Regions from separate parts of the Mus musculus genome. Here region 1 is linked to region 2. A link is a contact called in public Hi-C data. All regions are on one chromosome and are shown on one strand. The core of a region is the stretch at or near the end of the contact, and the rest is flanking DNA. Distances in the headings are between cores, read along the strand shown. Region 1 holds the start of Ppat (phosphoribosyl pyrophosphate amidotransferase). Region 2 holds the start of Ociad1 (OCIA domain containing 1).

Region 1 (3,800 bases), core at 111-2,610, 3.7 Mb after region 2:
AGACATTGTTGCTACTGTATTGTAAAACTCCGTGATAGAATAGTTTTTGAAGAGAGACAAAACCCTAGTTTGTATTATTTCCATAATACTGTCAGTGAAGTCAAGAAACAAATTATGGAGGCAAAGGTCTTTTTTTCTTTGTTTGCCCCAAAGGCATCTCCCAATTTCTCATAGCTATAACTACTTTTAAACTCACGATCTCCAAACCTCTAACTGCTTTCAGGCTGACAAATCTGCTCAGTAGCTCTGCCCTTGCAAACAAAGCTCTTGCAAGCAGGAGGCCCCGTGCAAAACAACAACAAATAGAAAAACCTTCAAGTGTTGCAGGACCTTCAGCACCACCACCCTACAGAAGCTTATCTCTAGAACAGTTCTAGTTTCAAGGAGATCTGAACGGTCCCTTCCCAACCTGGCTAGTGAAAGCAAACTCCAGAGTAACTAACCCGCGACGAGAGATGCACATTCTTGGGAGCTAACCTGTAAAGAGCACTCGGGAGCAACGCGACAGCCTAAGTTAAAGTCTATGCAGGCAAAGTGTACCCCACCCCCACTTGGTCAATATCCTGAGTAGGTACTTGACTTGATTCTCGAGATTCACCCTCCTAGCCCTGATCCCCCCTTCCCAGTCATGATCCACCCTCATTGTCTTGCGTTCCCCGTAGCACAGAGCTGGGAAGCGGCTCGTGGAACTGTGCAAATACTTGCCATTCCACCCCCACCCCTCCATCCTGTTGCTCACCGGTGCTGTAGCCCCACGAGTCCCAGAGTGATCACATGCGGCACATCTAGCTGCGTGGGCCAGTCTCCAGAAGCGATGCACCCAAACACACCACATTCCTCGCGGATCCCCAACTCCTCCAGCTCCATGGCGCCTCGGAAAGCACGTGGAGGGACCTGCTGCCGCGGCGTGGTCCAAGCACCAACCAGCTGTCCGCTCCGCTATCGAACGCCTCAAGAGGCTCGCGCTACTGACTGCCTCCTTCCCGGGCGGGCTAGGTTCTCGCTACTGCGGCGGCGCGCTTCATAGAAGGGGCGTGACCAGTTCTGCCTCCCGCTCTCCGCCAATCAGCTAGGGCAAAGAGAGGGGCGGGGCTACGGAGTCAAAGAGGTGGGGAGGAGGCCGAGGTCAGGATCGCTACTTTCTCTGCACGTGGGAGGCTCCGTTATTTTCCCGCGCCCAAGGAGTAGGTGATGAGAGTGGCGCAGCTGATCGCGTGGGTCCCTCAGAAAACCTGAGCCGTTCGTGCCCCCTGGTCTCACGCCGTCCCCCGGCCGTCAGGACTTGGTCCGCTCCAACCCAGAAACCTCTCCGGCCAGCGGGGGCCTTGCAGCATGCGCGCCACTTTTTGGCTGCCTGCGGGGAGGGGCCGCCCGGAAGCGGGGTCGCGTCAGCGCGCCTGCGCGGCGGGAAGCCTGGGGACACGACTCCAGCCCCAAGCACAGCCAGCCCGGTACTTCGGGTTCGCCGGTGGGCTGTGGGGCTAGGGCGTGTCCTTGATATTGCACCTCCCTTTCCCGCCCTCTGATCCTGTGGTCGCCCTTGTTTTCCAGAACACTGCCCTTTTTTCCCGCGCGGTCTGCTCCTCTAGTTCACCTCGGATAATGGCGACAGCCGTAGGTGAGTAACTTGCTTTCGGACCCTAGGGTCCCCCAGCCCTCCGTCAGAGAGCTAGCAGGCTTGACGCATACACGTGCGGCCCCGAGGTCGGATGCAGGCCTTCCGACAAAGTGCCTGATCGGGTTCCCCAAGACGGCGCCTGGGGCCCGGAGCCTGCACACATGGTCCAGGCGCTGGAAGACGTGCGTTAAACTCTTAAGCACCCAGAGCCTATTTAAATAGCCAAAAGAAGGCCCCGGGACGGGAAGGAAAGTAGCAGAGTGGGAAAGTACTCTGAAGGTGAAATGGCCAGAAACTAACCAAGTGCCTAGAAACCTTGTAATAAGCAGATAAACAACCAAGAAAATCTATCAGGGTTTTTGTTTATTCTGGTAAAGTTAATATGCCAATAATCTCCTTTACTGCAAGTTTCGTAGTTTAAAGTGTTTGAAAACAGGTCCAAAATTTTTTGATCAGATGCTTCTTTGCAATCCCTGGAATTTGGGATTGTGGGCGTGGGCTAGTAACACCCTTAGGATATGGGTGTGGAGAGTGCAAAGTTACTTTATCCACTAACAAAACACTGTCTTGGAACAACACAAGTTTCTAGATTAATAAGGAAGCAGATCCTGTGGGCACTCCAACATTCTTTCCCACCTATGAAAACCACCCTGAAGTTTATAGGTAGTACAGCTCCATAAAATTGGGAATTAGGGCCAGACTTTTTCTGAGACAATCCACAGCGCCAGTACTTCTAAACTAGTAAAAATCTTAGAATCTAACCTCTTCCCCACATCTGATGTGGCCCTGTGCTGACAAGGGTCCGAAGAAGGTGTTCATATCTATAGTTTAATTTTGAATGGCTGTAAACTACCCTATAGATTCTGGGAACTGGACCTGGGTGCACTGTAAAACATCGGAGTGTTCTTAATTGCTGAGCAATCTCTCTGGCTTCTATTTTACTTTGTTGGTTTTGTATCCGTGGTTGTGTGCACTTGAGTACAGATGCACAGAAGCCAGGGCCTGTCTTGAAGCAGGAGTACACATGAGCCACCCAGTGTAACTGCTGTGAACTGAATTTGGATCAAGTATTGACTAAAACTCGTGTCTCCCATATTAAATCAGTATCTTGTGTCTGTTGCTCTTTAGTATTTAGCAGCCCAATGGTTCTTGGGTTAAATCTACATAGCTAATGAGTTAGTAATGAACTAGATAGAAGGCAACAGTGGGTCAGGCTGAGTATAGAGATTTTCAAGAGGACACAAACATTAAGGAAGTTAGAGTTCCAGAAAGGAAATTTACAGCTCAAAACTGGAGTTAGACCATGAGGGGCTTTTTAAACTTTGTTAATTCTTCTAAACATTAAGTTAGGAAGATGGCTATATTCATCTTTTACCTCACTGAACTATAGTGGAAATATTAGACAAGTTATTTATCACCAATGTCAACCAGAATCAAATTTAGCGTAGTTGAGGGAAAAAAATTACATTTATTTAGTGCTAATTAGAATTGTAATCTTAGATACCCAAAGGCAAGTAGGTTGGAATAGTGTATTTAGGGTTTTTTGTTGTTGTTGTTGTTTGTTTGTTTTGTTTGTTTGTTTTCAAGACAGGGTTTCTCTGTATAGCCCTGGCTGTCCTGGAACTCACTTTATAGACCAGGCTGGCCTTGAACTCAGAAATCCACTTGCCTCTGCCTCCTGAGTGCTGGGATTAAAGCTGTGAGCCACCATGCTCGGCGGGTTGTTTTTTCTTTAAAGGTTTATTTAATATATATATCAGTACACTGTAGCTGTCTTCAGACACACCAGAGGAGGGCATCAGATCTCATTACAGATGGTTGTGAGCCACCATGTGGTTGCTGGGATTTGAACTCAGAACCTCTGGAGGAGTAGTCAGTGCTCTTAACCGCTGAGCCATCTCTCCAGCCCCAGTGTATTTAGTTTTTACAAGATGCCCTTTTTATGGTTTTAAACAAGAAAGCTTCATAACAAATCATTCACAGCAGTATAGTTAATATTACCAAAAATTGGGATTTCTGATGAGAAGAAAACTATCTCTGGGTAGTTTGGGGGGAAGAGTCAGTATATTGTAGGTAACAGGCTGTAAAGCTGATGTTCCAGAAATGCAGTTTGGTCCACTCCAAAGGTCATCTCACTTAGTTGTGGCCAACTAAAATTTGATCCAAGAAAGGAATTGGCCTC
Region 2 (3,586 bases), core at 678-3,177:
CCTGATCCCAAGGTGGAAAGAGAGAACCAACCCTGGAAAAATCTCCTTTGACCTCCACAGAGTGCTGTAACACACACACACTAATACAAATTAAAATTAAAAAAAGAGTGCAGCTAAAAAGGGAAACTTTGATGTCACTGAAGTCAAGAAGAAATTCATTAGATTGCTTGAATTTTTATGAATTAAGGAATACTCTGACATATTCCTTTAATAATGGTTTCACAGTAATGTCTAACAGGCTAACAGGGCTGGTGCTATACCTTGGAAACTAAGGACACTTACTGTCCTTCAGATTATCTGGGTTCAATTTCCTACACCCTCATCAGGTAGCTTACATCTGCCCGTAACTCCAGTTCCTGTACCTGTGGGGGTATACATGGTACACATAGACTCATGCAGCCACACACAGAAATAAAAATAAATAAATACTTAAAAACAAATAAAGTGACTTCTGAAAAACAAAAGTAATATCTAACAGGTAAAGCTGGGCTGATACCGCCTTGGCTATTTGCTCAATGAAGATATTTGAAAGAGTGCTTGTTAAAGACTCTTCCAGGGATGTCTCTATTCCTCTCAAAGAACAATGGCAAATGGAAGGAATAATTCCATCAAGTCATGCTTGGTGAACTAATGAGCTTAATTAAAGTTACTTTCCAAATCATGGGCAGCTTGCCAGCTATGCCTCTTAATACATCTTTCTCCCAAGCATATATGCTCAATTTTGTACCTTTGAGAAAAGGATGTGCCTCTGAGCTCTTGACTCTTCAGGAGGGCATGTTCGTGGAAGCAATCTTTTGAGGGTCTCCAGTGGGTACACCACAGCTGCTCTGATCACAAGGATGGAACCCAAGGCTTTCACAGCTGAGCTTAAAGTTCCGTGATTTCTGGTGATCCCCACGTTCCTGGTGCCATAGCAAGGGTCTAAGATGGTTAACAAATCCTATCGCCTTTCTCCATTGGATGGGCATCAGCTTCCAGGAAGGCTTTGGAGCTCACCCAAGTTATGTTTGAGTTCGTCCTTAGTGTGGGGTTCAGGAGCCATAGAGGTCTAGCCATGACTCCGGATTCATGTTTTACATGACTTTCTCTCTTAAATAAGCATACAGACAAGTTCGTGGATGCCATAGAACCAGTGAAAAACATATGAAATGAGGAATGGTGGGAAGTCTGACAATTATAGGAGTTCATAACTTCGTGGGCTGGAGCTATCAGAGGTATCAACGATATACTTTCAGGACTTGGTTCAGTATACGCACTCAGTAAACATGCCTAGGATCAGTGTAAGAAATGAATAGTTGGTGGTTAGGAGTGGCAGCCTGAGCTCTGACGAAAAGTTGGTCTCCTAGCATTAAAATATAGTCTCCTGGTAATACAGCCCCAGAGCCTAAACTCCTTTTCAGACTTGTTTTAACCCAAAACTGTGAAACACACATTATTTCTGTTATTCAGATGAGTAAATTCTGAGTCTCCGAGTTGGAGTGTATCCTGACTCTAGTGTTAGAATCAATCGGACACTAGACTGGAGGTTCTGACAGTTAACTTAAGAGTTCACGCTTAAAATTCACTACCTAGCCTAGAGGCTTAAAGCATAAGAAAATTTCTGTAAATCTTAAAATTAGGGAAGTCCAAGGAAAGTCATGGGATAAGGAGGGGACTTGAGGATGGAGGGGTTCCAAAATGTCCCTACTGGCTTGTCACTGAACAGTCTCTGGGGTATGTCACAAGAGCATCGAACCTAGAGGCAGAGCTGAGCTGCAGGCCTTAACTCGCGCAGCCGCAGTGCAGCTCTGGAGCGCCGCGGCCTGGGGCGGGGTGGGGGGCGGTGAAAGGGGCGGGACTAGTTGGACGGGGCGTGATCGACATCCGTGAGTATTGAGAAACTGGCCCGCCGCTGTTTCCCAGCGCTGTCCTGACGTCATTTCCCGTCAAGGGTACTGCTTCCGGGTGTCGGCCTGCTGGCGCTCGTGTGTGGGTGACATCTTGGCGATCGCTTGGAAGCTGCCCTCTTTCCCCTCCCCGCTTCCCGCGTTGTCCGCTGTGCCTGTCTCTGGGGTCCTCTCCCGGCCTCTACCCCGGGTCCTGCTCCCAGCGTTGCCGCCTCCATCGTGAGGTGGGTGTGGTGGCGCGGCTTTCCGCCAGTCTCCCACCCTCGCCCGCAGCCGCCATTTTCCTGCCCGGAGGTGTCCGGTCGCACTGCGGGCCTGGGCTCTGCTGCAGCGCCGGTGACTCGGGCACCGGGAGACCTGCATGGAGGGGTGGGGAAAGCCGCGATGGCCGAGGTGGGGTGGCAGGTCAGGGACAGGAGTGCTGGCGTCCGCGGCTACTGCCTCGCTTGAGCCTTGTTCTTTATGATTACAGCTTTGAGCTGTAGTGATCAGACAGGTCGCACTGCCCTCCAGCCTCCCTGGGGACGAGATTTTCTTTCTTTCTTTTTTTTTTTTTTTCTTTTTTGGTAGGGTTTTGCAGTTTGAGAAGCTTCCTCTGAATGCTTCATCTGTCCAAGAGTTCAGTTTACCTTTTCTGAAACCTTTTTCTTTGAAGGGATATAGGTATGCAATAGGTGATGATTTTAGTGACTAAACGAATTACAGAAAGGTGCTTTGCTGTTGGCATCCAGTAAGTCATACTGCGATGCGTTTGTTTCAGCGAAGACGTACTCCTTATTTTGTCTGAAATGCTGAGGTCTAAGTTTAAAGGAAGGCGAAAGAATATATTTGCTCTTGGATTTTAAAATTTATTTAAGATGTTTGAAGATTACTTGGGCTGGTACAGGGAAGTTTGCCATTAGCGTAGCTACCTGCAGAAAATGTGACGTCATTATTTTTTGACTGCTGAGTTAGGGGATACAATGCAGTTTCGTTTTAATTGGAAACCTAGAAGTGACTTGAGGTTTTTCCCTAATCATTTGGATATGGTTGTAGTTTTTGTTTTGTTTTTGAGTCAAGGTACAGAATAATGTGAAATAACATAACCTAGCCTTAGAAGGGAATTTTTTTCCATTGTTTTGATGTACCCGTTTTTCAATCAAAGGGTCGAATGTGAATAATTAGTTCAGATATGTTTATGACCCTTTTTCATTCAGTTATTTTTTTATGTCAGGTAGTTGAAATGTAAAAGTCGGGGCCTGAAGAGATAACTCAGCAGGTAAGAGCACTGGCCCTTGCAGAGTTTCCAGTACCCACATGTCCTATCACAGTATCACAACCATCTGGAACTCCCAGTTCCTGGGGATCAGGTGTCATCTGATCTCAGGCACCAGGCATGTTAGTGTATACAAGCAAAGCACCATGCACGTAAAATACAACTAACTGTAAAAATGTTTAATGTTCAGTAAATATTTGTTGATTTACAGGTAGACTGGTTAGGGGGGTTTATTCTGATACTTTGTAATATTTGGATATAAATGTTTCTGATACAGGAACTATGAATGGGAGGGCTGATTTTCGAGAACCGAATGCACAAGTGTCAAGACCTATTCCCGGTAACTTTTTAAAAAATATTTATTTATTTATTATATGTAAGTATACTGTAGCTGTCTTCAGACACACCAGAAGAGGGCATCAGATCTCATTATGGGTGGTTGTGA

The links. A called contact is a pair of places that touch in the nucleus more often than the background predicts.
Region 1: a contact with region 2 is called in a Hi-C map of CD8 T cells, with 5 times the contacts expected there. The contact joins the promoter of Ppat here to the promoter of Ociad1 in region 2. A contact is called at or near these places in 2 of 484 Hi-C or Micro-C datasets (CD8 T cells and uterus).

What each region holds. Positions count from the first base shown.
Region 1 is chr5:76,950,218-76,954,017 of GRCm38.p6, forward strand. Ppat (phosphoribosyl pyrophosphate amidotransferase) reads right to left here and starts at 1,361. Exons shown (of 11, transcript NM_172146.2): 1 at 740-1,361. The coding sequence starts at 867. Paics (phosphoribosylaminoimidazole carboxylase, phosphoribosylaminoribosylaminoimidazole, succinocarboxamide synthetase) reads left to right here and starts at 1,085. Exons shown (of 9, transcript NM_025939.3): 1 at 1,085-1,618. The coding sequence starts at 1,603. LOC115486295 (a long non-coding RNA gene) reads right to left here and starts at 733. Exons shown (of 2, transcript XR_003955939.1): 1 at 1-733.
Region 2 is chr5:73,290,867-73,294,452 of GRCm38.p6, forward strand. Ociad1 (OCIA domain containing 1) reads left to right here and starts at 1,928. Exons shown (of 9, transcript NM_023429.4): 1 at 1,928-2,110; 2 at 3,419-3,481. The coding sequence starts at 3,424.